4 separate regions of the Mus musculus genome follow, and all the other regions are linked to region 1. Evidence: chromatin contacts called from public ChIA-PET and promoter capture Hi-C data. All regions are on one chromosome and are shown on one strand. Each heading gives the region's core, a stretch centred on a gene start, on an enhancer-like site or on the middle of the called end of the contact. The rest is flanking DNA. Distances are from core to core; before and after follow the strand shown. Region 1 holds the start of Zfp768 (zinc finger protein 768). Region 2 holds the start of Ino80e (INO80 complex subunit E). Region 3 holds the start of Maz (MYC-associated zinc finger protein (purine-binding transcription factor)). Region 4 has its middle 12 kb from the start of Gm51458.

Region 1 (2,999 bases), core at 348-2,847:
GGCTGAACAGGGCCCGCAGACTGGGCGGGGCCAGGGCTATCTGCAGGTATTCCTTCTACGCTCCGCCCAACAGTTACCTAGCAACAGCCAGGTAGGTCTGGCTTGCTATAAAAGGGCCTGTTTGGCCCACCTTCCTTCTTTCTCTTCTCTTCTTTCTCTTCTCTTCTCTTCTCTTCTCTTCTCTTCTCTTCTCTTCTCTTCTCTTCTCTTCTCTTCTTCTCTTCTCTCTTTTCTCCTCTCTTTTCTTCTCTTCTCTTCTCTTCTCTTCTCTCCCCTTCCCCCTCCCCCTTCCCTTCTGGAACTCTTCAGTGTCACTCTCCGAACTGTCCCGCACGCTTGTGAGAAAATCAAGAAACGAGGAATCAAACACAAGATTTGGAAAGGGAAGAAATTAAAGGTCGTCCTATGTTAGTATCTCTGGAGTGGCCCCTCAGCACCTGTAAAACCTGAGAGCAGAAGAAACGAGAAGGGAGAAAAGCAGAGGAGGAAGGGTGTCTACCCTAAGAGCCCTAGGCTTCCATTCTTCCTAATACAGGACAAACGGCTCAGGGGAAAGTTTACAAAGCGCAGGCCGAGCTCGCGAGGAGACGCCCGGCGCCTCCCTCTCTCACTCCCGCAGGCATTCCGGGCATCCTGTTAGAATGGCCTGAACGCCCTCTGCTCTACACGGCCCGGACCCACGGTGACCCCGGGACCACGGTGAAGCAGAGACAGCCGGCCCCAACAACCAATCCTGGGAGGAGTGGGCGGTGCCTCGCGGCGCGGAGGCGGAGCTGTTTCTCTGGCAACGAGCCCGCATCGCGGAGGGGGAGGGGAGGGCGAGGGAGGGGGGAGTGGGCGCGGGTGTCACTGTCGTAGCTCGGCGGGCTAGCAGGCTCTGGGCTCCAGAGCCTGGTTGTGCGGTCAAACGGGCGTCCGTCCGCGTTCCCGGTGCCAGTCCGAGTGCCCCGAGGCTGAGGCGAGGAGCTAGCCGCCTCCCCCGCTGGCGCCGGGAAGCGTCGCTCCTTCTCGCTGACCTTGGTCTCACTTGCCGCTTCGCCCTTGGCCACACTCAGTAGCCAGCACATGGTCGGAGAAACCTGCAGACAGGTCCCCGGTTAGGCCGAGACCCGCGATACAGACACACAAACTGCTGTTGCCCTTCCCGCCGGCTCCGGGGCGTCGGGTCGCCCCCACCCCCCGAGGCCCGGGAGATCCAGTCCAGGGTTAATGCCAACGAGTTTCCACCTCCAGCCGCTCCTAGAGAGGCCGCGGCGCGAGCCAGCGGGGGGAACTGGCCAGGGACGGACACTTCCTGTGCGGGGGGAGGGGGCAGGGGCGCAGTAGCCCGGCCGGGGCTAGGGGCCGAGACTAGAGGGTCTCGGGCTGGGAGTTGTGGCTGGGGGACGGCCGGAGGAGTCGCCTCGCCCCTCACCTCCGAGGCCACGACGCGCGGGGGCCGGTGAGGGCCACGAGACAATCGGGGACCTTGGGAGGGGGGCGGGGCAGCGGACAGGGGCGGGGCCGGAGAGGCCCAGGGTCAAGACGTCCGGCCTTCGCGGCCGAAGCCAGGCCGCCCGGTCTCCTCGGAGGCTCTGAACGCGCGGGTGGCGAGGGCTCGGGGCTCCAGGCACTCGAACTGGGTCGTAGGATCGTCCGCCATCGCCACCGCCGCCGCACTGGGAACTGGCAGGGATGGAGCGGGAGGCGTCGTCGTGGGGCCTGGAGTCCCGGGATGTGCACAGTCCCAACGCAGTGGGCAGCCCCGAAGGGTCTCTCAAAGGTGAGGGAAGGACCGCGCCTCTTAGGAGTGTGCCAGAAAACTGGGCTGTGGCCTGCGGGAGGGAAATAAGGCCGGAATCTTAAACACTTGGAAGTGGGGTGGAGGGTGGAGACTGAGTGCCCCGGGTCTTTAGAGGGGAGGTGGTACATTTTGTCACCTCACTTGTAGGGGCCAATGACCCTGCTTGGGGAGTGGGAAGAGAATTTTGGGACAATTAATGGACCCAATGACCTTCCAGACCCCCATTCAATCTGGATTTTCTGTAATTCTCAGATCCTGCAGGCAACACAAGTGAGAATGAAGAAGGGGAAATTTCTCAGCGAGAAGGCAATGGGGACTATGAAGTTGAAGAAATACCTTTTGGGCTTGAACCCCAAAGCCCAGAGTTTGAGCCACAAAGCCCAGAATTTGAATCCCAGAGCCCCAGGTTTGAGCCTGAAAGCCCAGGGTTTGAATCCCGAAGCCCTGGGTTTGTGCCCCCAAGCCCTGAGTTTGCACCCAGAAGTCCTGAATCAGATCCTCAGAGCCCGGAGTTTGAATCCCAGAGTCCTAAGTATGAGCCCCGAAGCCCTGGCTGCCATCCCAGGAGCCCTGGCTGTGAACCTGGGAGTCCTAGGTATGAACCCAAAAGCCCTGGGTACGGTTCAAAGAGCCCCGAATTTGAATCTCAAAGTCCAGGGTATGAATCTCAGAGCCCCGGGTATGAACCGCAGAACTCTGGAGATGGCGTTCAGAATTCTGAGTTCAAAACCCATAGCCCTGAGTTTGAAACTCAAAGTTCCAAATTCCAGGAAGGTGCAGAGATGCCTCTGAGCCCCGAGGAAAAGAATCCCTTGAGCATCTCCCTAGGAGTCCACCCCCTGGATTCCTTTACTCAAGGGTTTGGGGAGCAGCCCACAGGAGCGCTGCCTCCATTTGACATGCCTTCGGGGGCTCTGCTGGCTGCACCCCAGTTTGAGATGCTCCAGAATCCACTGAATCTGACAGGAACCCTGCGTGGGCCAGGCCGTAGGGGTGGCCGGGCCAGGGGTGGGCAAGGCCCTCGACCTAACATCTGTGGCATCTGCGGGAAGAGCTTTGGACGAGGCTCGACCCTGATCCAGCACCAGCGCATCCATACCGGCGAGAAGCCTTACAAATGTGAGGTTTGCAGCAAGGCCTTTTCCCAGAGCTCTGACCTCATCAAACACCAGCGCACGCATACAGGCGAGCGGCCCTACAAGTGTCCCAGGTGCGG
Region 2 (2,999 bases), core at 312-2,811, 480 kb after region 1:
CCCACTCTCGGTCTGGGTCCTGACCTTGCTCTTTCTCTTCACCGAGTGCTCTTCTCCCTCCTCACTGCTGTCCCCACTACCCACTGTGCCCTCTTCCTTCTCTGCCTCCCCCTTCTCACTGCTGTCCCCACTGCCCACTGTGCCTCCTTCCTTCTCTGCCTCCCCCTCCTCACTGCTGTCCCCACTGCCCACTGTGCCCCCTTCCTTCTCTGCCTCGCTGTCTCGCAAGCCTCCAGTTGGCCTCCCAGGCCTGCTTTTCTGCTTATAGCTCTTTCTCTCCCTGGCTGTTCTCTCTGCTCTGTTACTTCTGGATCTGGGCTCACTAAGCTCTTTCTTCTTAGCTGGGCTCTCCTCTCCGCTCTCTTCACTCTCCTCCTGGCAGTTAGCACCTGTGCTTCCCTCCACCTTTGCTCTCTGCAGCACAGCCTCCTCCTCACTGCTCCCACTCTCTTCCCTAACCTGCTTCCTGTCTGCCTTGAGTGGTACTTGCTTGTCTTTGGCCCCAGCTTGCTTTCTAACCTGGCCCTTCTGTTCTTGTTTCATGTCCTCCTCTTCCTCGGTGACCTTACCTGATCTAACAGAGCCCTCTGCTTCCCCCTCACTGCTCTCCTCCAATCCCATCTTTGCATCCAGGTCTGTTTGGTGGTCTTCATCTGTGCTCTCAACTGCTTTCTTTAAGGCTCTTCTTAGACATGTCTTCTTGGTTGTCCTGTTCTTTGTTGAGGGTCCTGAGCCATCTGGACTGGATGGTGAAGAGCTGGATTCTGAAACATGGGGATGGGACTGGATGGATTCCTCCCTCTCCTTCCATCTAGAATAGGATGCTTCTAGATCTACTCTGGTTAAGAGTGAAGGGCAGCAAGAAGCACCACAGCTGTGGCCCCAGCTGGTTCCTGACTCACTGTCCCCCAAGCCCCAGCCTTGCAATTAATACATGCGCCTCGCCTTTTGAAGAAACCAATGATGCTGGAGTCACAGACAGATAAACAGGGAAGAAGGCACTAACCTGACTCTGAATTAAAGCGGAACCTTTTCTTCTTTGGGTCACTGCAGGGAGCAGGAGACCTCTTCACTTTGATAAAGTCTGGCTTTCCTTCCCTGGTACCAGCATCCGCCTGTGGGTGCAGCATGAGGGCAAACCGAACCAAGATGCCCTGCCCCAACCCCTCAGCAACAAACCCTGTCTCTGCTGGCCCAGGGTTAGACCCACACCTGCATTTTCGGCAGCTCCTCCTCCACCAGCCGCTTCAACGCCTGCTTCTCTTCAGGTTCAAGATGATCCCGACCCACGTGAATCAAAAATTTCTGTCGCACGATGGCGTGCGTAACCGAGCTACAGAGACACGTGTCATGACAGAGTTCCAGCCTAACCCCTCCCCTTCACAACCCAGACTCTAATACCCAGACTCTATGCACCTGAGGTCCGGGCAAGCTCGAAAGAAGCTGCGAGTGAATTTTCGCATCTCATCTCCCGGCGCCATTTTGCGTCACCAGGGATTGGTTGCTCCCGCCTTTTTTTCTTCAAGGCTGGTTTCCCGAGCGACAGTAGTTTGCGCACGCGCAGTGCGGCGGCTTCGTGAGGAATGGGACCGTTGAGCCTCCGATGTGGAGCACTGAGACGGAAAACTTTGGCCGACCTTGCTTTTTCCTGAGCAGCTGGTGGGTCTTGAGCGAGGTTTCGACTCTTTGCTAAAACTACGTGTTAAAATTTTCGCTAGAAGCCGGTTCGGCGCCGGCAGTCTTTATAACGTAATCAGTTCAATCAATCCCTGTGGTCGGGATTAACAAATTAGGTCGCTTGTTTCGAAAGGCAGAAGGGAGACGGTATTCTCGCTAACATACTGAATTTCTGGTTATATTCTTTTGGTTCCAAATCTTTATAAACAGTTTACAATCAATAATTGTGCCCCCCCAGTGTCCAGCTCCTCTGTGACCTCAGCTCACCGCGAAGCCACTGGAAGCAGCGTTCCTTTCGGGTCTTCCCCCAGGAGGGCGGGCGGTGTGATTACGCTCCCCGCGCGCGGAGGACGCTGGGAGTTGTAGTCCGTTTCATACGGCGTTGCAAAGTCTCCGGAAGTGGAGGTGTGAGAGGCCGGGCGGACTTGGGTAGCGGGACTCTACTCCGGGGCGTTTCTCCCTGGCGGGTCATGAACGGACCAGCGGACGGCGAAGTGGACTACAAAAAGAAATACAGGAATCTGAAGCGGAAGCTCAAGTTCCTCATTTACGTGAGTGCCAGCGTGGGGCGGTTGTGGAGTGTGAGGCCTAACTCGGAGAGGACCTCAGTTTACCCATGTGGTAAAGGGGGTGAGTAGGGAGAGATGTCTCCGGGTTCTGGGTCTTTTATGGATTGCTCTTGGCTCAGCACCCGCCCTGTCCGCCGCAGGAGCACGAGTGCTTCCAGGAGGAGCTCAGAAAGGCGCAAAGGAAATTGCTGAAGGTTTCCCGAGACAAGAGGTAAGGCATCTTGTGGGCACGAGGGCACTGTTAACTCCCAGGGAATCCGTTCTTACGCCGTCCCGGAACAGGATCCCAAATGCATGCAGTCTTAGGAGGATCCAGTGGGTCTCCTAGGAGGGACTAGGTAGGGCTCAAGACCACCAAAATGGGGATACCCACCCTCCTTCCCACTTGTCTCAGTTTCCTTCTAGATCGACTTCTGCAGTATGAGAACGTGGATGAAGACTCCTCTGGTGAGCAAAGTCATGACCACTTTTAGGAAGATATGAGATACTGGCCCTTGAAACACGTGTTCCTAGGTCCACCCTCCTAGGGTCCGGAAGCTGATGCAGGCCCCTCCAATGGTTCTTAAGCCTAGTTGCTGCCTTCTGTCACCTTCTTCCTGTTTTGTCTTTTTTCACCCCATTGGACAAGGTTTCTCTGTGTAGTCCTTTTGTAGACCAGGCTAGCCTGAGGCTAGCCTCAGAAATCCGCCTGCCTCTGCCTCCAAAGAACACACCACGCCTCTGGATTTTCAAGTATTTCCTTATCCACTGTGT
Region 3 (2,999 bases), core at 132-2,631, 320 kb after region 1:
ACGTTCCTCTTCTTTACAGGCGAATCTCTTGAGCTTGGCCGCCAGCCAGCACAGCGGTCCCTCTTGACACTACCTTCTTTTAAAAATCCTTGTATAGTGACGTGTTGTGTAAATACAGTTTTTATTCCATGGTTGAGCCTGGTTTTTGAGGATGACAGGGCTGGGGTCAGAGTCCATAACTACCCTGGGGGTCAGGATCAAGCTCTGCAGGACACCCATGTAGGCGCCATCTTTGGGAAACCCCCAAACTAGGCCAAGATTGTAAATAAACCACTGGAATGGGGAGGGGACGGTGGCCTAGAAGAATCAAAAAGCTGACGCGAAAGCTTAAGCACAGCGACCGACCGTTAAGCGGGCACGCGCTCCAAGCTAGCCCCGCCCCGCTGTAACTCCCTCGGCGCGCTCCCCACTCTCCCGCTCAGCAACGACGTCCCTGTTATGTGCGCGTGCGCGCGAAATAACGGCCGCTGGCGGAGGGAAGTGGGGGGTGGAATCGTTCAAGTGGGGGAAGAGAAGCCGCCTAGTCTCCCGCGCGCCCACCACCTGCACCATCGCCAGCCAATCAGCAACCGTCTTGGGGGTCTCGCGCTCGGGGCGACCGGGGCTGCTGGGTGGCTCCCCAGTCCCTCCGCCCTCTAGAGTCCCTCCTGTCCCTCCCCCTCCCGCTGGCCCCGCGCGCACTCGCGCTCGCGCCCGCTCCAGCCTCTTGTGTGTCCTCGCGCCCCCCGCCCGCCCTCCGGCGCGCAGTGTGCGCCGCTCCCCCACCCTCCTCCCCCCTCCCTCCTTGCGCGCCTCCTCCTTGGGTCCCCCTCCCCCACAGCTGCCTCCTCCCGCCCCAGGGTGAGCGCGAGCCACCTCCCTCCTCCCTCCGCCATGGATCCCAGCAACTGGAGCAGCTTCATCTTCCAGGTAACAACCCCCGCCCCCCCCGCCCCTGCCCCCCCTCCCACACCCCCTCCTGCCCGCCCTCCCTCCTGTCCCACACCCCCTCCGCGCGCCCGGTGCGCGCGCAGCTGTCCCCCTCCCTCCCTCGCGCCCTCCCCCGCCCTCCCCGAGGCGCCGGCTGGGCGCGCGCGCGCGGCGGGGGCCGAAGCTGCTCCCTCGCTCCCCCCACCCCGCCCCGCCAGGCTCCAACCGCCGCCACCACCGCCGCCGCCGCCGCCCGGGCCCCCCGCCCCCGGCCCCGGCCCTCGGCCCCGCGGGGCCTCTCGCCCCCACCCAGGGGGCGTCGCCGCCGCCGCCGCGCTCCGCGCCCCACAAGACGCCCTCCTTCCCTCCCTCCCGCCGGCCGGGGTGCGCGGGCGGCGGGGCGGCCCTCGGGCCATGCGTTCGGCTCGGCCCAACCCGGCCGGCCGGGGGCGGCGCCCCGAGCCCGGGCCCCGCGCGGCCCGTGCCCCCGGCTCCCGCTGAGCTCCGGGGGCCCCCACTGTGGCCGAGGCCATGTTCCCCGTGTTCCCTTGCACGCTGCTGGCCCCCCCCTTCCCCGTGCTGGGCCTGGACTCCCGGGGGGTGGGCGGCCTCATGAACTCCTTCCCGCCACCTCAGGGTCACGCCCAGAACCCCCTGCAGGTCGGGGCTGAGCTCCAGTCCCGCTTCTTTGCCTCCCAGGGCTGCGCCCAGAGTCCATTCCAGGTGAGTAGGGGCCGGGCCGGGCGGGCAGGCGCCGACCAGCGACCGCGGCCCACACGGCGCCTTGTCTCCGCAGGCCGCGCCGGCGCCCCCACCCACGCCCCAGGCCCCGGCGGCCGAGCCCCTCCAAGTGGACTTGCTCCCGGTTCTCGCCGCCGCGCAGGAATCAGCCGCGGCGGCGGCGGCTGCTGCGGCGGCTGCCGCTGCAGTGGTTACTGCACCCCCGGCCCCTGCCGCCGCCTCCACAGTGGACACAGCGGCCCTGAAGCAGCCTCCGGCGCCTCCTCCGCCACCCCCTGCCGTCTCCGCACCAGCCGCCGAGGCCGCGCCCCCCGCCGCGGCCGCCACTATCGCAGCAGCGGCTGCCACCGCTGTCGTCGCCCCAACCTCGACGGTCGCCGTGGCCCCAGTTGCATCTGTCTTGGAGAAGAAGACAAAGAGCAAGGGGCCCTACATTTGCGCCCTGTGCGCCAAGGAGTTCAAGAACGGCTACAACCTCCGAAGGCACGAAGCCATCCACACGGGAGCCAAGGCTGGCCGGGTCCCTTCGGGTGCTATGAAGATGCCCACCATGGTGCCCCTGAGCCTCTTGAGTGTCCCCCAGCTGAGCGGGGCCAGCGGGGGTGGGGGAGAAGCCGGGGCTGGCGGCGGCACAGCCGCGGTGGCGGCCGGTGGCGTTGTGACCACGACTGCCTCTGGGAAGCGCATCCGGAAGAATCACGCCTGCGAGATGTGCGGCAAGGCCTTCCGCGACGTCTACCACCTGAACCGACATAAGCTGTCGCATTCGGACGAGAAGCCCTACCAGTGCCCTGTGTGCCAGCAGCGCTTCAAGCGCAAGGACCGCATGAGTTACCACGTGCGCTCACATGACGGCGCTGTGCACAAGCCCTACAACTGCTCCCACTGTGGCAAGAGCTTCTCCCGGTGTGCAGGGGCCTCGCTGCCCACTAGGCCGGTGGGGGGGAGGGCAACAAGGTGGCCTGTCTTTGGCTGGTGGGGAGGCGGCTCCCGTTCCTGGGGACAGGAACCACTCCCAGGGAGGAGGGAAGTTGCTAGGAACAGGGGGTGGTACTTTAGAAGAGGTGGGTCTCTGGGCTGAAGGAAAGCAGCCTCTGGGCAGAAGAGGAATCTTGGTTTGAGGGCTTTCCTGCCTGAGGACTGAAGCTGAGGGGGAAACGCTGGGACCTTTGCAGAGGCATTTTGGAGGAACCTAGGTAGATTTGAGGCACACCTTACCTTGGAGCCTAAGCCCTAACACACACCCCCTCCCACCTCAACATATCCCTAGGCCGGATCACCTCAACAGTCACGTCAGACAAGTGCACTCAACAGAGCGGCCCTTCAAATGTGAGGTAGGAAGCCAGCTT
Region 4 (2,999 bases), core at 167-2,666, 300 kb before region 1:
GGCCCACCCCAACATCTACCCCATTGATGAACAGCTGGAGGGCATGGGCCAGTCCTACAGATCTAAAACTACAGGATCTCCATAACACCGGCAACGACAGGATATCCAGGAGGAATCTCAGTGAAGTCCCAGGAATGATAGAGTAGCAGAAGTCAGGTAGGTGCCTTGCAACAGACCAATGACTCATTGCAGTGGACATTTGCAAGTAGAGAAGTGTGCTGTGGGACACACTGTGACACACTACAGCTTCCACAGTGAGGTTTTTTTTTGTTTTTTGTTTTTCTTTTAGGGAGAGGTTGTAAGGGTGGAGAGTGGATACTGGGGGTTTTGGGCTCATGATGTGAAAGTCACAAAGCACCAATAAGAAATTAAAAACAAAACAACATTTTATAAGCACAATTAATACAAGATGATACTTTATAAAAAAATCAGAAAAATTTGAGACATGGCAAAGGGAATCATTAAAAAGAACAAAACAAAACAATAAGGGGCTGGAGAGATGGCTCAGCAGTTAAGAGCACTGATTGCTCTTCAGAGGTTCTGAGTTCAATTCCAAGCAACCACATGGTGGCTCACAACCATCTGTAATGGGATCTGATGCCCTCTGCTGGTGTGTCTGAAGACAGTATACCCACATACATGAAATAAAGAAATAAGTCTAAAAAAATACAGTAAGAAAAAAAAGGAATAAAAGAAGGTAAAAATATAAAAACACGTGCCTGTAGGCCTAGCATTTATTAGACGAAAAGAGAAGTATTAAGAATTCAAGGGTAGTGCCGGGCATGGTGGTGCAAGCCTTTAATCCCAGCACTTGGGAGGCAGAGGCAGGCGGATTTCTGAGTTCAAGGCCAGCCTGGTCTACAGAGTGAGTTCCAAGACAGCCAAGACAGCCAGGACTACACAGAGAAACCCTGTCTCGAAAAACCAAAAAAAAAAAAAAAAAAAAAAAAAAAAAAGAATTCAAGGGTAGGAAGTCCCTCCCCGCAGCAGCCTGCAGGCCACCTGACAGGGTTCTCTGCCTCAGCTGCCCATAGCACAGTTCTGCTCCAACCCACTGGCCCTGGGGGCCATGACCTGTGGGCCACTGGCTGTGTGCTCCACAGTTTAGCCATTCCCACGGCTTGCCTGCCAGTACAGTCTGATCTCAGGCCACGGCTGTTAGCTCTTATTCTAGTCCTAGCTGAATGTTTCTTTGCTAATACAACAATGTACTTCTCTATACCTCCGAAACTGTCAAAGTTACCTACGGTTCTCTTTCCTATCCTGTCTTGATGACTGCTATCAAATTCTATTCAGTTATAGCCAACCTACAGTGCTCAATCTGTAAGAAATTTGTTAATTATTAAGTTTGTGACAGTCAGAATTCCCCAAAGCCTCTAAGGTTCCTCCCAGGAAGTCTCAGGAGATGTGGACACAGCTGCAGGATACTGCCTGGACTGTGATGTGATCACCACTGAAACACGCAGTGGACAGCACTCGATACTCTGAGTCACGTGACCTAGCTAAAACCAAGGTAAGCCATTTTTCACGTCACACATATCCATTCCACAGAGAAAAAGCCTGCATCTTCTGTGCTTGAAAGCCAGACTGACTGCCCAACTTGCTGTAGAGACCATGGAGATCACAGAGAACTGTTGGCTAGTAGACTCTGTCATTTTTTAAATAATATAACTGCTAAATTATTGTTTATTCCCCAGACTTCTGGCTACATTGACAGCTAGAGAAAAAAACTTTCACAGATGTAATCTGTTATCTCCTTACCTAAATTCTGTTTCCATTGATTAAATGCTTCATACTTCCTCTTTTTGCTATGCCACTGTCCTAACATTATCTGAGTTCCTATAAATTTGCCTAACTCTAATAAAATATTCCACTATACAATCAAACTTTTTTTTGTTTGTTTGTTTTGTTTTTCAAAACAGGGTTTCTCTGTGTAGTCCTGGCTGTCTAGGAACTCACTCTGTTGACCAGGCTGGCTTCAAACTCAGAAATCCACCTGTCTCTGCCTCCCAAGTGCTGGGATTAAAGGCATGCGCCACCACTGCCCAGCTCCGATTGAACTTTTTAATCTTATTCCTTCTGCTCCACAAAAGGCTCATCTTAAAGACAATTCATGTGGTTAACTCATGCTGTTATCTCTTTTATAAACTTATAAGTTACAGGAAACCCAGTCAGATCTACCTCTCATGGACCAAATAGACTCCACCCAGATACGTACATCTGCCTAACCTATTCCAGAGGGTGGGATTTCTCTGGGTTTCAAATGTACATCTTAAGAAAAAAATTGTTTTTCTCTCAAATGTATTTACTCTTATTCTCTACCTATAATAATGTGTTTCAGCATCTTGTCAAGTCCAGGTGCTTACTACACCCAGGACAGCTCCAGAGAAGCAACCTTCATATGCTCCAATCTCCTCTCATAGACACACATTCCTACTGGACCTGTCCCTTCTGACCTATCCTCAGATGGCTCCACAGACCCTGGACAGCAAAGAGGCAGCCAACTCTCCTAAGACTGGATAAACATCCCCCATAACTGAAAGATCCTGACAGAATGCAAAAGGTCACAGAAGCCCTGAAATTGGCAAAATAGATTTCATGGCTAGCAGAACTAGCTTCACTGATTTAGAAAAATAGAGGTGCACAATGCTCTGGCCGCTCCTTGAACCCGTGTGTCTGCCAATGTTCTGGCCGCTCCTTGAACCCGTGTGTCTGCCAATGTTCTGACCGTTCCTTGAACCCAGGTGTGTGCCTACTGCTGCACCTCACTGCCAGGTGTTTGTGATATTGGTTGCTGGGACAGAGTCGGAAAATCTCCCCAGCAACCACAGCCCGGCCAATCCTGAATTGCTGCACCTGCTCCAGACTCTTTCCTTGTACCCCTCCCATACCCATTTCTTGAGAATAGACATTGTTTAGATCTGGAAATCCCCTACTCCCCCCTTCTCCTTTCCCCCCTGAGGACCTATACTGGAACCCCTTTCCCCTCGGGGTTGACT

Evidence for each region. Promoter capture Hi-C pulls out the DNA fragments that hold promoters and counts their contacts. ChIA-PET counts read pairs in DNA pulled down with a chosen protein or histone mark. Capture Hi-C pulls out chosen DNA fragments and counts their contacts.
Region 2: a promoter capture Hi-C map of adipose tissue shows a contact between it and region 1. The contact joins the promoter of Ino80e here to the promoter of Zfp768 in region 1. A contact is called at or near these places in 1 of 39 promoter capture datasets (embryonic stem cells) and 2 of 9 other capture datasets (adipose tissue and liver).
Region 3: an RNA polymerase II ChIA-PET map of memory CD8 T cells shows a contact between it and region 1, with 32 read pairs. The contact joins the promoter of Maz here to the promoter of Zfp768 in region 1. A contact is called at or near these places in 2 of 484 Hi-C or Micro-C datasets (B cells and embryonic stem cells) and 2 of 115 datasets of contacts at active chromatin or transcription factors (memory CD8 T cells and pancreatic cancer cells).
Region 4: a contact with region 1 is called in a promoter capture Hi-C map of liver, with 2.2 times the contacts expected there. The contact joins the enhancer-like site here to the promoter of Zfp768 in region 1. A contact is called at or near these places in 4 of 39 promoter capture datasets (the C10 cell line, cranial neural crest, liver and 1 more), 5 of 484 Hi-C or Micro-C datasets (the G1E-ER4 cell line, bone marrow-derived macrophages, large pre-B cells and 1 more), 10 of 115 datasets of contacts at active chromatin or transcription factors (bone marrow-derived macrophages, embryonic midbrain, embryonic stem cells and 5 more) and 1 of 9 other capture datasets (embryonic stem cells).

The regions. Positions count from the first base shown.
Region 1 is chr7:127,343,912-127,346,910 of GRCm38.p6, reverse strand. Zfp768 (zinc finger protein 768) reads left to right here and starts at 1,597. Exons shown (of 2, transcript NM_146202.1): 1 at 1,597-1,762; 2 at 2,036-2,999. The coding sequence starts at 1,675.
Region 2 is chr7:126,860,934-126,863,932 of GRCm38.p6, reverse strand. It overlaps Ino80e (INO80 complex subunit E), which reads left to right and starts at 1,561. Exons shown (of 8, transcript NM_001370765.1): 1 at 1,561-1,659; 2 at 1,916-2,228; 3 at 2,387-2,457; 4 at 2,641-2,693. The coding sequence starts at 1,604. It overlaps Hirip3 (HIRA interacting protein 3), which reads right to left and starts at 1,961. Exons shown (of 7, transcript NM_172746.3): 1 at 1,417-1,961; 2 at 1,213-1,333; 3 at 1,007-1,115; 4 at 1-764. The coding sequence starts at 1,481.
Region 3 is chr7:127,024,861-127,027,859 of GRCm38.p6, reverse strand. It overlaps Maz (MYC-associated zinc finger protein (purine-binding transcription factor)), which reads left to right and starts at 1,381. Exons shown (of 5, transcript NM_010772.1): 1 at 1,381-1,632; 2 at 1,706-2,556; 3 at 2,921-2,984. The coding sequence starts at 1,441. Kif22 (kinesin family member 22) reads left to right here. Exons shown (of 14, transcript NM_145588.1): 14 at 20-129. The coding sequence ends at 67.
Region 4 is chr7:127,647,483-127,650,481 of GRCm38.p6, reverse strand. No RefSeq gene overlaps it. Among named protein-coding and RNA genes, the nearest start is that of Gm51458, 12 kb to the right of the region's middle. Within about 2 kb of position 1,416, at least 15 of the 459 cell types and tissues checked have an H3K27ac peak or open chromatin away from gene starts, as enhancers often do. A contact at or near this core is called in the G1E-ER4 cell line and liver, where this site is marked.